3 separate regions of the Mus musculus genome follow, and regions 1 and 3 are each linked to region 2. A link is a contact called in public HiChIP or PLAC-seq data. All regions are on one chromosome and are shown on one strand. The core of a region is the stretch at or near the end of the contact, and the rest is flanking DNA. Distances in the headings are between cores, read along the strand shown.

Evidence for each region. HiChIP or PLAC-seq counts read pairs in DNA pulled down with a chosen protein or histone mark.
Region 1: a contact with region 2 is called in an H3K4me3 HiChIP or PLAC-seq map of embryonic stem cells, with 2.7 times the contacts expected there. The contact joins two enhancer-like sites. A contact is called at or near these places in 2 of 115 datasets of contacts at active chromatin or transcription factors (embryonic stem cells and stem cell-derived neural progenitor cells) and 2 of 9 other capture datasets (embryonic tail and embryonic trunk).
Region 3: an H3K27ac HiChIP or PLAC-seq map of embryonic stem cells shows a contact between it and region 2, with 29 read pairs. The contact joins two enhancer-like sites. A contact is called at or near these places in 2 of 15 datasets of contacts at CTCF or cohesin (both in the NIH/3T3 cell line), 1 of 484 Hi-C or Micro-C datasets (nephron progenitors), 23 of 115 datasets of contacts at active chromatin or transcription factors (bone marrow-derived dendritic cells, cardiomyocytes, differentiating embryonic stem cells and 9 more) and 3 of 9 other capture datasets (embryonic stem cells, embryonic tail and embryonic trunk).

The regions. Positions count from the first base shown.
Region 1 is chr4:146,473,715-146,478,384 of GRCm38.p6, forward strand. It overlaps the pseudogene Vmn2r-ps16 and the pseudogene Gm13241. Among named protein-coding and RNA genes, the nearest start is that of Zfp981, 26 kb to the right of the region's middle. Within about 2 kb of position 1,632, at least 13 of the 459 cell types and tissues checked have an H3K27ac peak or open chromatin away from gene starts, as enhancers often do. A contact at or near this core is called in embryonic stem cells, where this site is marked.
Region 2 is chr4:146,053,589-146,058,556 of GRCm38.p6, forward strand. No RefSeq gene overlaps it. Among named protein-coding and RNA genes, the nearest start is that of Zfp987, 41 kb to the right of the region's middle. Within about 2 kb of position 1,958, at least 10 of the 459 cell types and tissues checked have an H3K27ac peak or open chromatin away from gene starts, as enhancers often do. A contact at or near this core is called in embryonic stem cells and expanded potential stem cells, where this site is marked.
Region 3 is chr4:145,561,013-145,566,071 of GRCm38.p6, forward strand. No RefSeq gene overlaps it. Among named protein-coding and RNA genes, the nearest start is that of Gm13212, 22 kb to the right of the region's middle. Within about 2 kb of position 3,624, at least 5 of the 459 cell types and tissues checked have an H3K27ac peak or open chromatin away from gene starts, as enhancers often do. A contact at or near this core is called in embryonic stem cells and expanded potential stem cells, where this site is marked.

The sequences.
Region 1 (4,670 bases), core at 382-2,881, 420 kb after region 2:
CTGCCAGCAAAGGGTGAGGAGTCACAGTGGTAGCTTCTGATAGTTGCTGCCCAGTGCCCTGCTTTTCTAACTCTCCTAATTACTCCTCAAACTTGTCAAATTCTTTCATATATATATGAATACACACACACACACACATATCATTCCTACTTCTGGGAATTAAGAACAACGTAAATGTAAGAATTTTTCTAACACCTGTTATTATGTTTTTGTAGTTTTGTGTTTTACTCTTTATTTATTTTATTTTATTTTAAACCCTATTCCTCCCACCTAGAGCAGCTCTTGGCTGTGAACAAATTTTCTTAACCCATGTTCCTCGTGTCTTGAGGGATTCCTTGAGATCCTGTTAAAAACAATTCATGTCTACTTAATGTGTGTCCCATATTCTAGCCACTCTTCCTACCTTTCTCGGGTTTACTGTCGATGGAGTCCCCCATGCCCATTTCTCATCTCCTGTATCTACTCTCAGGCATTCCTTTACTAAGGACCACAAAGTAAAAGCTTCAATGGGCACCTTTTCAGGACCATGAGCAGCCTAAAAGCTTCTAATTCGCTCACCAATTTTATTCCATGTTTCCACATTAATAGTACCATCCCTAGGATGGTAGGCCTGGTCAGAGTCCCTCATTAACTTGTACCATGAAGCTTGGCCACAGGACAGCAGTAGATCCTCTATTTGGGGGATTCAAGAGATCAAATGACTCAGACAGCTGGGGCATTACTAGCTCTGCACTGCCACCCCAGGGACAGACAGAGCCCTAGTATGGGAAATATTTATTTTAGGAGAATTTATTTGTCTCCAAGAGAACTTACTGTTCCTCTTACAAAGAACAGGGTATTTTGTGTACATAATTTGTTACACACTCGTTGCCCACTGCTGCAATCTCTACCTAAGTTGATAAGTCCTGCAGAGTAACTTCAGTCAATGTCAAATGGTAACAACAACTAAATCAAACAGTAGCCATGAATTTGAAAGCACTGTGTATTTAATGCAAGGTAAATGAAAAAGAAATGAAATAACATCTGATTGGCTCTCCCGGAAGACCCGCCCCCTTCTCATCCCGCCGCCCGCCCCCCTCGGCACGCCCACAGCGGAGGACGGAACTGAGCGCACAGGCGCGGTGCTGCCTCTCTCAGCTGGTTTCCCGCCCTCCTTCCTTCCCTCCCAGTCCTCTCGCCCCTCCTCAGGCCCGAGCATCTTCCTCCTTCTGGCGCCATCCTTAGCTGAGCTTTCGCCAGGGAACGTCTTCCTAGTCCCTCAGGCAGCGGTGCGGGCGCGACCCTGCTCCACGCTCGCGGTTCCCGGGGAGGAGCATACCACCAGAGCACGGGGGGAGCCGCCCTGCCAACCGCGCCTCGGCGACCCCGTGGGGCTGAGTCGACGTCACACCAGAGCACGGGGGAGCCGGCCGCCCTGCCTCCCGCGCCTCGGCGACCCCGTGGGGCTGAGGCGACGTCACACCAGAGCACGGGGGGAGCCGGCGGTCCTGCCGCCTGCGCCTCGACGACCCCGCGGGGCTGAGGCGACGCCACACCCCGCAGCCTGAGCGCACAGCGGCCTTGACCCAGAACTCGGAGCCGCGAGCGCCGCCCCCACCCATCCGGACCACGGTCAAGGCCGAGACCGAGGAGCGGAGCCTGGACAACTTCTTCGCCAAGAGGGACAAGAAAAAGAAGGAACGGAGCAGTCGGGCGGCCAACGTTGCGAGCGGCACTGACGGGAGCAGCGCGGCGGCGGGCTCCAGGCCGGGCGATGGCCGGAGCTCGGTCTCAGGTGCCAGGTCGGGCGACTTAGGGAGCTCGGGCTCTGGTGCTAGGTCCAGAGACAGCGGGAGCGCGGGCCCGGCCGACAAGGCCATAACGAAGGATGAAAATGAGTGGAAAGAATTTGAGCACATAGAGGTTGATTACAGTGGATTAAGAGTTCAGGCAATGCAAATAAGTGAAAAGCAAGATGATGATAATGAGAAGAGAGAAGATCCAGGAGATAATTGGGAAGAAGGTAGAGGTGGCAGTGGAGCAGAAAAATCTCCAGGTCCCTGGAATAAAACCGTTCTGGTACAAGCGCCTCCTGCTCCAGTAACAGTTACAGAAACCCCGGGGCCAGCAATGCCCAGTGGTGTATTTAGGCCTCCTGAGGCAAGGCTAACCACAACAAGGAAAACACCACAAGGACCACCGGAAATATACAGTGACACACAGTTCCCATCCCTGCAGTCCACTGACAAGCATGTAGAGAGCCGGAAGGATAAAGAAATGGAGAAGAGCTTTGAAGTAGTAAGACACAAAAATAGAGATAGGGAGGAGGTTTCAAAAAACCAGGCCCTTAAACTTCAGCTAGACAACCAGTATGCTGTGCTTGAGAATCAGAAGTACAGCCACACACAGTATAGGTAAGGAATGGTCTTTGCTAAGCCTACGAAGGTAATTAGACCACAGCTAACCACCAAGAACAGCCATTCATCGTTTTGATTTATGGATCTACAGTGACTGACTGAAGACCTCAAAGTCCAGTGACTGTCCCTGTTGCATTATGGAAGTTCAAGAGTCACAACTGATCTTGATGTGTGTTGGATTTAGGGGTGTTTCATTGTCTTAAGTATTTGTGAATTAGATTCAACAGTGTTTCCATATTTGCTCTGTGTATAAAACCAAACCTGCAGCAAGTGGCCATTCAAACATCTTTACGTTCAGATACTGAGCCTTCGCAAGGTTGACTACCTCAGATTTGCTGCCCTTAGTTATAGATTTCATTTGGATCACATCTTCAACATAAGGTTACAGCTACTAGTGCCTGTGTGAACCTTGAAATCAACTCTACTGGATTCCTGTCAGAAAGCCTTCAGAAGTCAGACATCTGGGTTCTGATCTGCTGTAAATGATGAAGAGGTAAGTGACCTTAATTAACCTGTTCTGTGCCTCATCCTAAGGCAAACTCTGTAGGCTTTGCCTATGTTAGACTCCCTGGAACAAGCCACTGTCAGAAATGATGTGTTTGGATCATCTGTGTGGGGCTTATGATTTATAATTTAAGTTTTTAGTTGTATGAGATAACTGTGGATTTAATTCAACCAAACTTGGGTCCACCAAATGGGGAGTGGGTGGGGGGTAGACTTATTTCTTTGAATAATTTTTCATTCAGATAGTGTTGTTCGATTCCACATTAAGGCCTTGCTTTGACTTGGAGTAAGTTCTTTAAGGGCATATTGTGTGGAGAAATAGTCTGAAAGAAGCATTGGAATTGTAAAGTGCCCTAAGGATTTGCCAATCCTTAGGTGAAACCAGATAGCCTTTGATACATATAAAGGACAATGGATCTGCTGCACTCCAGGTGCTGCTCAAGCCTCCTAATCAGGTCTAATTGAATTGCTGTGGACGAGGTGTGGTGTCTCATCACTGCTGTGGACAGAGTATGGGGTCTGCTCAGGAGGAGAGGGTTTCTCTAACCTAGCTTTTAACAGTTCAAAGCAACAGGAGCAAAACACCCAAGTTGCGCAAGAATCTGGCATGGTGTCTGATAAATCCTTGTGTGTGCCCCAAATGTGAAGGTTATAGGCTATTCTGTAGATCCATTCATTGTTTAGCCAGCTCTTGACATTCACCTTTGGAATATGTTTGGTAATAACTTGGAGACGCAGGGGAATAGCCAGTAATGTAGCATTTCTGTTGTTAATAATTTCAATTTAACTATCTAGTAGTACTTGGCTCTCAGAAGAGGTTACTGCTAAATTTCTTTCTACTTAATGAAATAGCCTGTCAGTTACCTACTTTGTCACTACAGATGGTTCAGTACACATACTCTATGTTGGCATATGACTATGTGATATGATAGTAGTGCCCGGGTTTCTCTCTGTAAACGAATCCCTTTGTCAAACACAGTTCAGACTTGCTCACTACTGACAGGAGTGTAACAAGAAATGGATGTTTTCCCAGCTTGAAGCATGTTTAGTGGATTTAGGGCAGCAGTGTGGGAAGCAGGAGGTGGAGGCCAGTGTCTCCTACCAGACTGTATGCCACTTCTGGGCAATAATGCTGGCATGACCTGAACCAGCTAGGAGGAGGTGGGGTGATTAGAGACTTGAGATTCTTAGTTAAACTGAAAACTTCATTTGGGCACCAGAAACCTTAACAAATAATCTCACACCTTGCTTGAGCCACAAACTTCTATTAAAATATGCTTTACCCCAGCGTGACACACAAACACACTTTCTGTTTGGGGTTATGGTTTAAGATGTGAACAGAAACAAGATAAGGTTTGTTTAATGCCATACTGTACTGGAACGCTGAAGATCTGCAGGAGATGTAAATTCCAAGTCGTGTTATTTTTTAACATTGTGAAATTATCAAAATGCACATGAATCAAGTTTTAATAACACTGTCTGGGTGGATGAGGCTGTCCATTGCACCATTTCTTTCTTTGGGTTCTCAGGCATGGTTCCTACAGTTTAAGAACTCTGTAACATTTAACAATGAATAAATAGTAAACCTATGGGGAAAAAAAAAGAAATGAAATAAAAAGGAAAGGACATGGCTTCTAAGTATGGTGAAGTAGAATGTTTCTTATCAAAAGAAAGAGAATATCCAGACACAGGAACAGTTTACAATGGACAGAACCATGAGCCTCATGAGGAGAGGGAGGAGGCAAAGCCAGACCAAGAGGCCAGGAGGGT
Region 2 (4,968 bases), core at 708-3,207:
CAGCTCCTTGGGTACTTTCTCTAGCTCCTCCATTGGGAGCCCTGTGTTCCATCCAATAGCTGACTGTGAGCATCCACTTCTGTGCTTGCCAGGCACAAATTATTGCTGGTGTATGCAATAGTGTCTGAGTTTGGTGGCTGATTATGTGATGGATCCCCAGGAGCAGCAGTCTCTGGATGGTCCATCCTTTCGTCTCACCTCCAAACTTTGTCTCTGTAATTCCTTCCATGATTGTTTTGTTCCAAATTCTAAGAAGGGGCGAAGTGTCTACACTTTGGTCTTCATTCTTCTTGAGTATCATATGTTTTGCAAGTTGTATCTTGGGTATTCTAAGTTTCTGTGCTAATATCCATTTATCAGTGAGTACATATTATGTGAGCTCTTTTGTGATTGATTGGGTTACCTCACTTAAGATGATGCCCTCCAGATCCATCCATTTGCCTAAGAATTTCATAAATTCATTGTTTTTAACTGCTGAGTAGTACTCCATTGTGCAAATGTTCCAAATTTTCTGTATCCATTCCTCTGTTGAGGGACATCTGGGTTTTTTCCAGCTTCTGGCTATTATAAATAAGGCTGCTATGAACATAGTGGACCATGTGTTCTTATTACCAGTTAGAACATCTTCTGGATATATGCCCAGGAGAGGTATTGCTGGATCCTCCGGTAGTACTATGTCCAATTTTCTGAGAAACCGCCAGACTGATTTCCAGAGTGTTTGTATAAGCTTGCAATCCTACCAACAATGGAACAGTGTTCCTCTTTCTCCACATCCTCTCCAGCATCTGCTGTCACCTGAACTTTTGATCTTAGCCATTCTGAGTGGTGTGAGTGGAATCTCAGGGTTGTTTTGATTTGCATTTCCCCAATGATTAAGGATGTTGAACATTTTTCTAGGTGCTTCTCAGCCATTCCATATTCCTCTGTTGAGAATTCTTTGTTTAGTTCTGAGCCCCATTTTTAAATTTTTTTTTAAAATTTTCTGGAGTCCATTTTCTTGAGTTCTTTATATATATTGGATAATCCTCCCCTATCTGATTTAGGATTGGTAAAGATTTTTTCCCAGTTTGTTGGTGGCCTTTTTGTCTTATTGGCAGTGTCAAGGCTGCCCACTTTCTCCCAACCTATTCAATATAGTACTTGAAGTCCTAGCCAGAGCAATTTGACAACAAAAGGAGATCAAGGGAATACAAATTGGAAAGGAAGAAGTCAACATATCACTATTTACAAATGATATGATAGTATATATAAGTGACCCTAAACATTCCACCAGAGAACCCCTACACCTGATAAACAGCTTCAGTGAAGTAGCTGGAAATAAAATTAACTCAAACAAATCAATGGCTTTTCTCTACACAAAGAATAAACAGGCTGAGAAAGAAATTAGGGAAACAACACCCTTCACAATAGTCACAAATAATATAAAGTACCTTGGTGTGACTCTAACTAAGGTAGTGAAAGATCTGTATGATAAGAATTTCAAGTCTTTGAAGAAAGAAATCAAAGAAGAAATCAGAAGATGGAAAGATCTCCCATCCTTATGGATTGGCAGGGTCAATATAGTAAAAATGGCTATTTTGCTGAAAGCAATCAGATTCAATGTAATCCCCATCAAAATTCCAACTCAATTCTGCAAAGAATTAGAAAGGACAATCTGCAAATTCATCTTGAATAACAAAAACCTAGGATAGGAAAAACTCTTCTCAATGATAAAAGAATCTCTGGTGGAATCACCATGCCTGACCTAAAGCGGTACTACAGAGCAATTGTGATTTAAAACTGCATGGTACTGGTATAGCGACAGATAGGTAGACCAAAGGAATAGAATTGAAGACCCAGAAATGAACCCACACACCTATGGTCACTTGATCTTTGACAAGGGAGCTAACACCATCTTTTAAATAGAAAACTTGTTCAATGCCTGACCCCCATGGTGCCTGTCAACCACCCTAAATGTCAGTTTGGGACATCTGATGCCTTTTTCTGAGTCCAGTTAGCAACAGCACAGAGCATATTACACATATGCTCTGTAAAGAGGTAAAACTCTGCTAAAATTAAAAAAAAAAGAAATCATTGAAAATGTATGGAAAAATATGGTATGAATTTTCTTCTTCATATTCTGTCTGTATAATCAATTTTGTATGAAACTATTTTAAATATTATTTTCCTATTTCAAGATTTATCTTCAAGATTTTCCTAATGACCATGTAATTGACTTTCTATATAAGAATAAATATTAGGGATTTTATAATTTATTGAACTGTGCATATGAATGATGAGATCACCACTCTATTCATACCTCTGTGTATGTTAATAAACATAGAAATGATAATTGTAATGCATTGTAAAATTAGGACAATTCAAATTTCTATACTTTTTTGGTCTGAAATATTTGGAGAATTCTTTAGACAATCATCATTTCACCTTGCAAGCAGTACATGCATATTCACATGTCATGCTTCTATTTTCTATTTTCCATGTAAATGAAGGTCTTCCTATTCTTCATGTGTATCTTTTAGATTGAAGTTATTTGCTCACACTAGATCACAATATCAGCCCTTCCTCTTCTCCCTATAACCCCTCACACAAGTCTCCCCTCATTCTACTTAGAAGCAGGAATCCTTGACGATTGTATGTAGAACAAGTGAAGATATTTGCCTAATCTATAGGTATCCTGATCATGCTGTCTTTTGACTTACAGAAGGGTTTCACATTTATGATGTTCCATTTATTAATTCTTGACCTTAGTATCAGGGCTATGGGTGTTCTATTAAGGAAGTTGTTTTCTATTCCAATGAGTTCAAGGCTATTCCCCACTTTTTGTTCTATTAATTTAGATGTGTATAGATTCATAATGAGGTCTTTGATTCATTTGGACTTGAGTGATATGCAGGGTGATAAATATGGATCTATATGCATTTTACTGCATGAAGACATCCAGTTAGACCACATCATTCATAGAAGATGCTCTCCACTTTCAATGTATGGTTTTAGCTTCTTTGCCAATAATTGTGTCCGTAGGTGAGTGGGTTTATTATTGTGTGTTCTATTGAATTCCAATGATCCACCTATCTAGTTCTATACCAGTACCGTGCAAAATTTTATTACTAATTTTTGTGCTGTAAAGCTTAAAATTACAGATATTGATGCCTCCAGAAGTTCTTTTTGTTGTTGTTCAGAAATATTTTATCTATCCTGTGTTTTTTTGCTTTTCCATATGAAGTTGCGATTTTTTCTTTCAAAATCTGTGAAGAATTGTGCTGGAATTTTGAAGGGAATTGCACTGAATCTCTAAGTTTCTTTTTGGTAAGATGGACATATTCATTATGTTTATCCTATTGATATATGAGCAAGGGAGGTATTTCCAACTTCTGATATTTTCCTGTTTCTTTCTTCAGATACTTGAATTTCTTGCCATGTAGCTTTTCACTTGCTTACTTAGAGAAATGTGAATGCATTTTATTTATTTATTTATTTATTTATTTATTTATTCATTTATTCATTTATTTATTTATTTCTGTATGGCTAATGTGAAGTGTTCTGTTTCCCTAACTTCTTTTTCAGGCTGTTTATCAGCCTGTTTATTTGTGTGGAGCAGAACTAATGATTTCTTCAAGTCAATTGTGTATGCAGACACTTTGCTACATTTATCAATGTAACATTTTGGTAGAATTTTTTTGGATCACATATATATACTATCATATCATCTGAAAATAGAAAAATCACTATTTTTTTCTTTCCAAATGGTATTCCCTTAGATTCTCTTAGTTGCCTTATTGCTTGAGCTAGAACTTCTAATATTATATCAAAGAGACATGGGGACAACTGACAGACTTTTCTTGTGATAGAGAATTCTTTCTTTAAACCTTTGCTATTAACATGGAATTTTTTAATGTAATTCCAAAGCCTTTAGTACACTTCCTATCAATTAACGGTCAATTTCATTATTACTCTGTGCCAGAGAGCCTGGCAAATCTGTATGGGATCTTATATGTGTTATATGTAGTCATTTACTCTTATTTGTTGTAGTTGAATAAATAGTGAAGTCAATTCAGAATCATCCTAAATAAGATCAACAGTCTCTATGTGTAAAACAAACGTTTCTGTATATTGAGAGTCAGTTACTATGTTAAGACACTTGAAAATCTGAGAACACCATGAGTATTGCACGTAATTAAGATTTGGAACTGATTTCCTGGGACTCTCAGCCACCTTACTCAAATCTTCTGCCTTTCCTGACTTATTAGCCTCAGTGTAAAATGCAGCGGCTCCAGATATTGGAATTCCCTTTAGTGTATGAGGGAAAATCCAAGTAGTCCATTTTATGAACTGAAGCCACTTGTTTTTAGGGTATCTGTTGTTAATAACTCCAAGAAATTACTGCATGCTTTTTACCAACGTTCATGTTGTGTCCATAGTGAGGCAATCTCTGCATTAATAAATAGTACCACGATTTCAGCTGGATCCTTTCCAACTAATTTTTGAAGTCTCTCCTTTTTTTTTAATAACAATTCAGAGACCATCTCCATGTAAGCGTTTAATTTCTTACCCTGTTTATGTGCTAAAAATATCCATTCTAATATATAATCTTCCATCTGCATGAGCATTCCTGTATGGGAATGAGTACAAGGTAAGATAACTAAGATGCAGGCCATTTTGGAACAATATGAACTAGTTGTGTATCCTGCATTTACCTTTCTTCCAGAGCTAAGTCCTTCTCAGTCTTGGCTGGTAATTTCCTCGGGCTATTTATATCTTTTATCACCTTGTAAGGTTTGAAATAAATTGCTCAGCACTTGATTGGCCAAGCCAATTGTAGGCCACAGCCAGGTAGTATCTCCCAATAATTTCTGAAAATCATTGAGAGTCCTCAAATGGTCTTTCCTGATTTGCACCTTTTGTGACCTATCCTGTTGCAGACTTATTTTAGGTAATAAACAATCAATAGAAGCCACTCGTTATAGTTTT
Region 3 (5,059 bases), core at 2,374-4,873, 490 kb before region 2:
AACATTTTGCTGGCTGCTGATAAAGTATATTCTCTATGGGTCATTATAAATGAAAAACATCAAAAAGCTAAAATTTCAAAGGGGAAGAAATTTTGTGCTCAAAACTGAGTTTATTAGTCAGAATGAAAGACTATGATTGATGTTTACTGGTTAAGTGATACAAGCATGGCGGTCTCTGCAAACCCTAGGTCTGGTAGAATAACAATCCATGAGACCAAAAGAAATCTAGTTCAATACCACTCTATAAGTATTTCAGCACTGTTTGTGGATGTGTTGTGGGTTATTGCCGATGAAATTCTTGCAGCACTCAGGGAAAATCTATCCCAGTGAATATACGAACAGCTCTGAAGTAAAAGGTCTTCTGGCAGTCAGAAGTCATGATATACCACAATGCCCCATGGAACATTTAACCACACACAGAGATTTAATGGGATAACACTGGAGGGAGACTGCCTCTGCTCAGGTGAGAAGCAGAAGAGAAATGAGTGGGAGGCAGGCTTTTCAAAGGGTTTTATTTTGGGGGGGGAATGGGGAGGAAAGGATTTTCAGGATTGGAAATATATCTGGTTGAATATTGCTAGGGTTTTATGTTCTGAGTTTGAGTAAAATAAGGAGTTTCTGAATTATTAAAACTGGGATGTAAACTATAAGTTTTCCCTGTAGACTCAGTGGCCAATGCTGACTGAAGCTTCAAGATTCTGATCTCAGGATGGTTTATTTTAGGAACAAGTAAGCACAGTATAATTTCGAAATGAAATTTCTTGGTAATAATTGTCTCAATCATCTGTGCACAGTGAAGATGAAGGTGTGGCTACCTCAAAAGTCTTTTGCAAAGTACAGGTGTTTCTTTCTTAAAGTTGGATTCTAAAAATAAGGGCCTAGAGGAGGAATAAGGCATACAGTGTAGAGGACACCAAGCTGTAAGGTACATGTCCTATGTCCCCCAATGATGGTTTGTACTCATGGAGAAACAATGACCTAGGATGATTATCTGGGATAATTTAATAGTCTGGGACTTTCAGGTGTGGTCTGGCACTACATCTACCACAGGTCATCAACCTGCTTACTATATCCATTCCTTCACTTCTGGTTTAAAAAAAAAAAAAGTGTACTTTTTCTTGCACTGCTGAGAAAACCCTGTGGTTTTACATTCCTGGTTACCCTAGAGCTTATTTTTGACCACAATTTCCTTTTGCCCTTTACCGAAAAAATATATTTTATGGTTGTTTCTAGTTCTTAGGATGTTAATATTGTGTTAGTGTAAATGGAAAGACAATCAAAAGATGTTTTCTAGAATATAAATTATGTTGTTGAGATATACAGAGTGTGATTACATTGTTTGACTTCATAGACATAAAACATGCAAGTGCTGCTGACATAATCCCAGCAATGAGAACACTGTGGCAGGTGTATTCCTCTACATTTTAGGTCAGACTAGTATACATCAAAGTGACATTCCAACCTTTGGGTCACAATTTCCTCTTCTGGCCTGCATGGATTCTCCACGGGTATTGAGGTTCTCAAGATTTTAATCTAACTTTTGTGTTCAGTCAGGTCCTGGAAGAAGATTACTGAACCGGCTTGTGTAATTACCTGTTCTGTCGTCAGCCATTCTCAGAACAGGGTGCTTCAGGGACCACCTATTTTTCTTTCTTGGCTCCAACTTGGTCTAGGGGGTCAAACTTAAATTTTCTACCTTACACATGGAGACAAAAGGCAGATAGAAAGGGAGAGATGCATGAGGCAGCCTTCAGGAAGTTAAAGATTTAAACTAACTGAACAGACACACAAAGGATAGAAGGCACAAGGGAACATGAAGTAGAGAATTCAACTTTGGACTCACACTTAGTTAAATGCTCTGAGGGAAAGGCTTTCATTTCTTTCCTTAACTCAACTCAGATGCATTATGAATCACCAGTATGTTTATTTAATCTATTCACATTAAAGTATGTTTATTTAATCATATTCACATATGAAGAATCAATTAACTTGTGACATATTTTTTGGCATAAGTACAATATGGGAAAAACTAAAAGTCACCACAATGGTAAACAAGTAGCCCTGCCATTTGAAAGGTGTCCATGAGCACAGAACCCTGTTCTTTAAAGCCAGACCCCCAGGTCTGGGCTTGTGCTTCTGAGCTCTCACTTCCATGCTTAGCTAGAATCCATTTTAACCTCTCACAGTCATCACAACCCTGGAGGTTACATGAGAATCCTGGAACTCATTATAATCATAAAAAGAGTTGACTTCCTAGCAATAGTCTAATGAGACCTGGGTAAACCTCGAGTCTTCTTTCCCCAGCTTATGCTGATATGCATGGGTGTACATAGAGTATTACAGTGAACAATCAGGAAACTATTTATGAACAAACAGTGTAGTATGCATTGTAATTTTGTTCTAGTTTTCTTTCCTTCATACTTTCTTTCTTTTCTTTTCTTTTTCTTTTTTTTTTGACAAAAATCTAGACAGTTTTCCAAAGGAGTTTCTCTTTAGTGCCTGACCCTTCAAGCAGTAAATAATACTGTGCCTTGACCTAAAATCATGTTAATTTTCTCCAAGACTTATAATTTGTCTCCCACAGGTTCTCTCTGTATTATTTTTATTTGCCTTACTGCATTTTATTTGTTGTTGTTGTGTTTTTTTTTTTTTTTTTTTTTTTTTTTTTGGTTTTTTGAGACAGGGTTTCTCTGTATAGCCCTGGCTTTTGGGAACTCACTCAGTAGACCAGTAGACCAGGTTGGCTTCAAACTCAGAAATCCTCCTGCCTCTGCCTCCCAAGTGCTGGGAATAAAGGCATGAGCCACCACACCCAGCTTTTTTTTTTCTTTTGGCATTTCTAAGCACCCATTGAACTCAATTTTAATATTTTATAGTGTCCGCATTTCCTTCAGGCATCTGGTGTTATTTTCTTGCCCATGATTCATTTTGTTCCTGTCTGAGTGGATTTACATGTTTAAAAACTTTAATCTCCTTGGTCATTACTATGGGTTTTCAATTTTTATCTTGGATATCACGTAAACTGTGCTCCTTATAGGATACATATATGGTTTGTGGTTTGAGCCAAGGACATTTTATCATAGTTTCTGTTTGTTTTGGATGTCTGTTCTGAGCATCAGAATTCAGAAGGATTGCTTAATTGTGTGCATTTTTAGCCCAGATTGCTAGACCCACAATATGAGAAGTTAGACAGGATTAGTTGTATCTGAAGGGTTCAGAACCCAGGTGCAGTGTCCTAGTACATCCAGTTCTTGTCTAGTCTAGCAGCAACCTTGTGGGGAAGCTGTGCAGAGTAGGTCCTGGGAAGTTGTGTGGAAGGCAGCCTGAAACAGAATTGGAGGAGTGGTTCCTGATTGGGGAGTGTGGGATTCCCGCATGATTTGATGAGTTTAATGAAAAGACAAATTTAAAGCACAGGAACAAGCAAGCAAGCAAGCAAGCAAGCAAGCAAGCAAGCAAGCAAGCAAGCAAGCAAAACTCCAAAACAACAAAAATTGCTGTGAAGAATTGGGAAGCTAATTAATTAAAAGGTCCTGAAGTAGGTAGGCTTAGAAGAATTGCAGGAAGCTGCTGAATATTGAGCGGGTCCAGAAGGAGGGGCTAGGCAGAAGTGAAGGGAAGTTCTGCCATTTCAGCATTCTCCTTGTATCTCTGCTGCCTCCTGGTCCGGAAGTCCTGGAGGGAGACCAGTGCCTAGTATTTGTGGAAACTGAAAAACTTCCATAAGCTGCAGTTGTTGTGCTGGCCTCTTAGGACCTTCAACAGCTGGTCCTGTCACCTTCCAGGTCAGAGGAGAGGTTGGGCTGGGAAATGGGCAGGAGTAGGGCAGGCGTGTGGGCAGGGCTGCATTTTCTGCTACCACTCTCACAATTGCGTTTAGGAGTTCTCTGGTAGAATTTTTGGGGTCACTCATATATACTATCTTATCATCTGCAAATAGTGATATTTTCACTTCTTCCTTTCCAATTTGTATCCCCTTGATCTCTTTTTGTTGTGGAATTGCTCTGGCTAGGACTTCACGTACTACATTGAATAGGTAGGGAGAAAGTGGGCAGCCTTTTCTAGTCCCTGATTTTAGTGGGATTGCTTCGAGTTACTGTCCATTTAGCTTGATGTTGGCTACTGGTCTGCTGTATATTGCTTTTATTATGTTTAGGTATGTGCCTTGAATTCCTGATCTTTCCAAGACTTTTATCATGAAGGGGTGTTGGATTTTTCAAATGCATTCTCAGCATCTAATGAGATGATCATGTGGTTTTTGTCTTTGGGTTTGTTTATATAGTGGATTACATTGATGGATTTCCATACATTAAACCATCCCTGCATTCCTGGGTTGAAGCCTACTTGGTCATGTTGGATGATTGTTTTGATGTGTTCTTGGATTCTGTTTGGGAGGATTTTATTGAGTGTTTTTGCATTGATATTCATAAGGGAGATTGGTTTGAAGTTCTCTTTCTTTGTTGGATCTTTCTGTGGTTTAGGTATTAGAGTAATTGTGGCTTCATAGAATGAATTGGGTAGAGTACCTTCTGTTTCTATTTTGTGGAATAGCTTGAGAAGAGTTGGAATTAGGTCTTCTTTGAAGGTCTGATAGAATTCTACACTAAACCCATCTGGTCCTGGGCTTTTTTTGGTTGGGAGACTATTAATGACTGCTTCCATTTCTTTAGGGGAAATGGGACTGTTTAGATCATTAATCTGATCCTGATTTAATTTTAGTACCTGGTATCTGTCTAGGAAGTTGTCCATTTCATCCAGGTTTTCTAGTTTTGTTGAGTATATCCTTTTGTAGTAGGATCTGATGATGTTTTGGATTTTCTCAGGTTCTGTTGTTATGTCTCCATTTTCATTTTTGATTTTGTTAATTAGGATACTGTCTCTGTGCCCATAGTTAGTCTGGCTAAGGGTTTATCTATCTTGTTGATTTTCTCAAAGAACCAGCTCCTGGTTTGTTTGATTCTTTGAATAGTTCTTTTAGTTTCCAGTTGGTTGATTTCAGCCCTGAGTTTTGTTATTTCCCGCCGTCTACTCCTTTTGGGTGAATTTTCTTCCTTTAGTT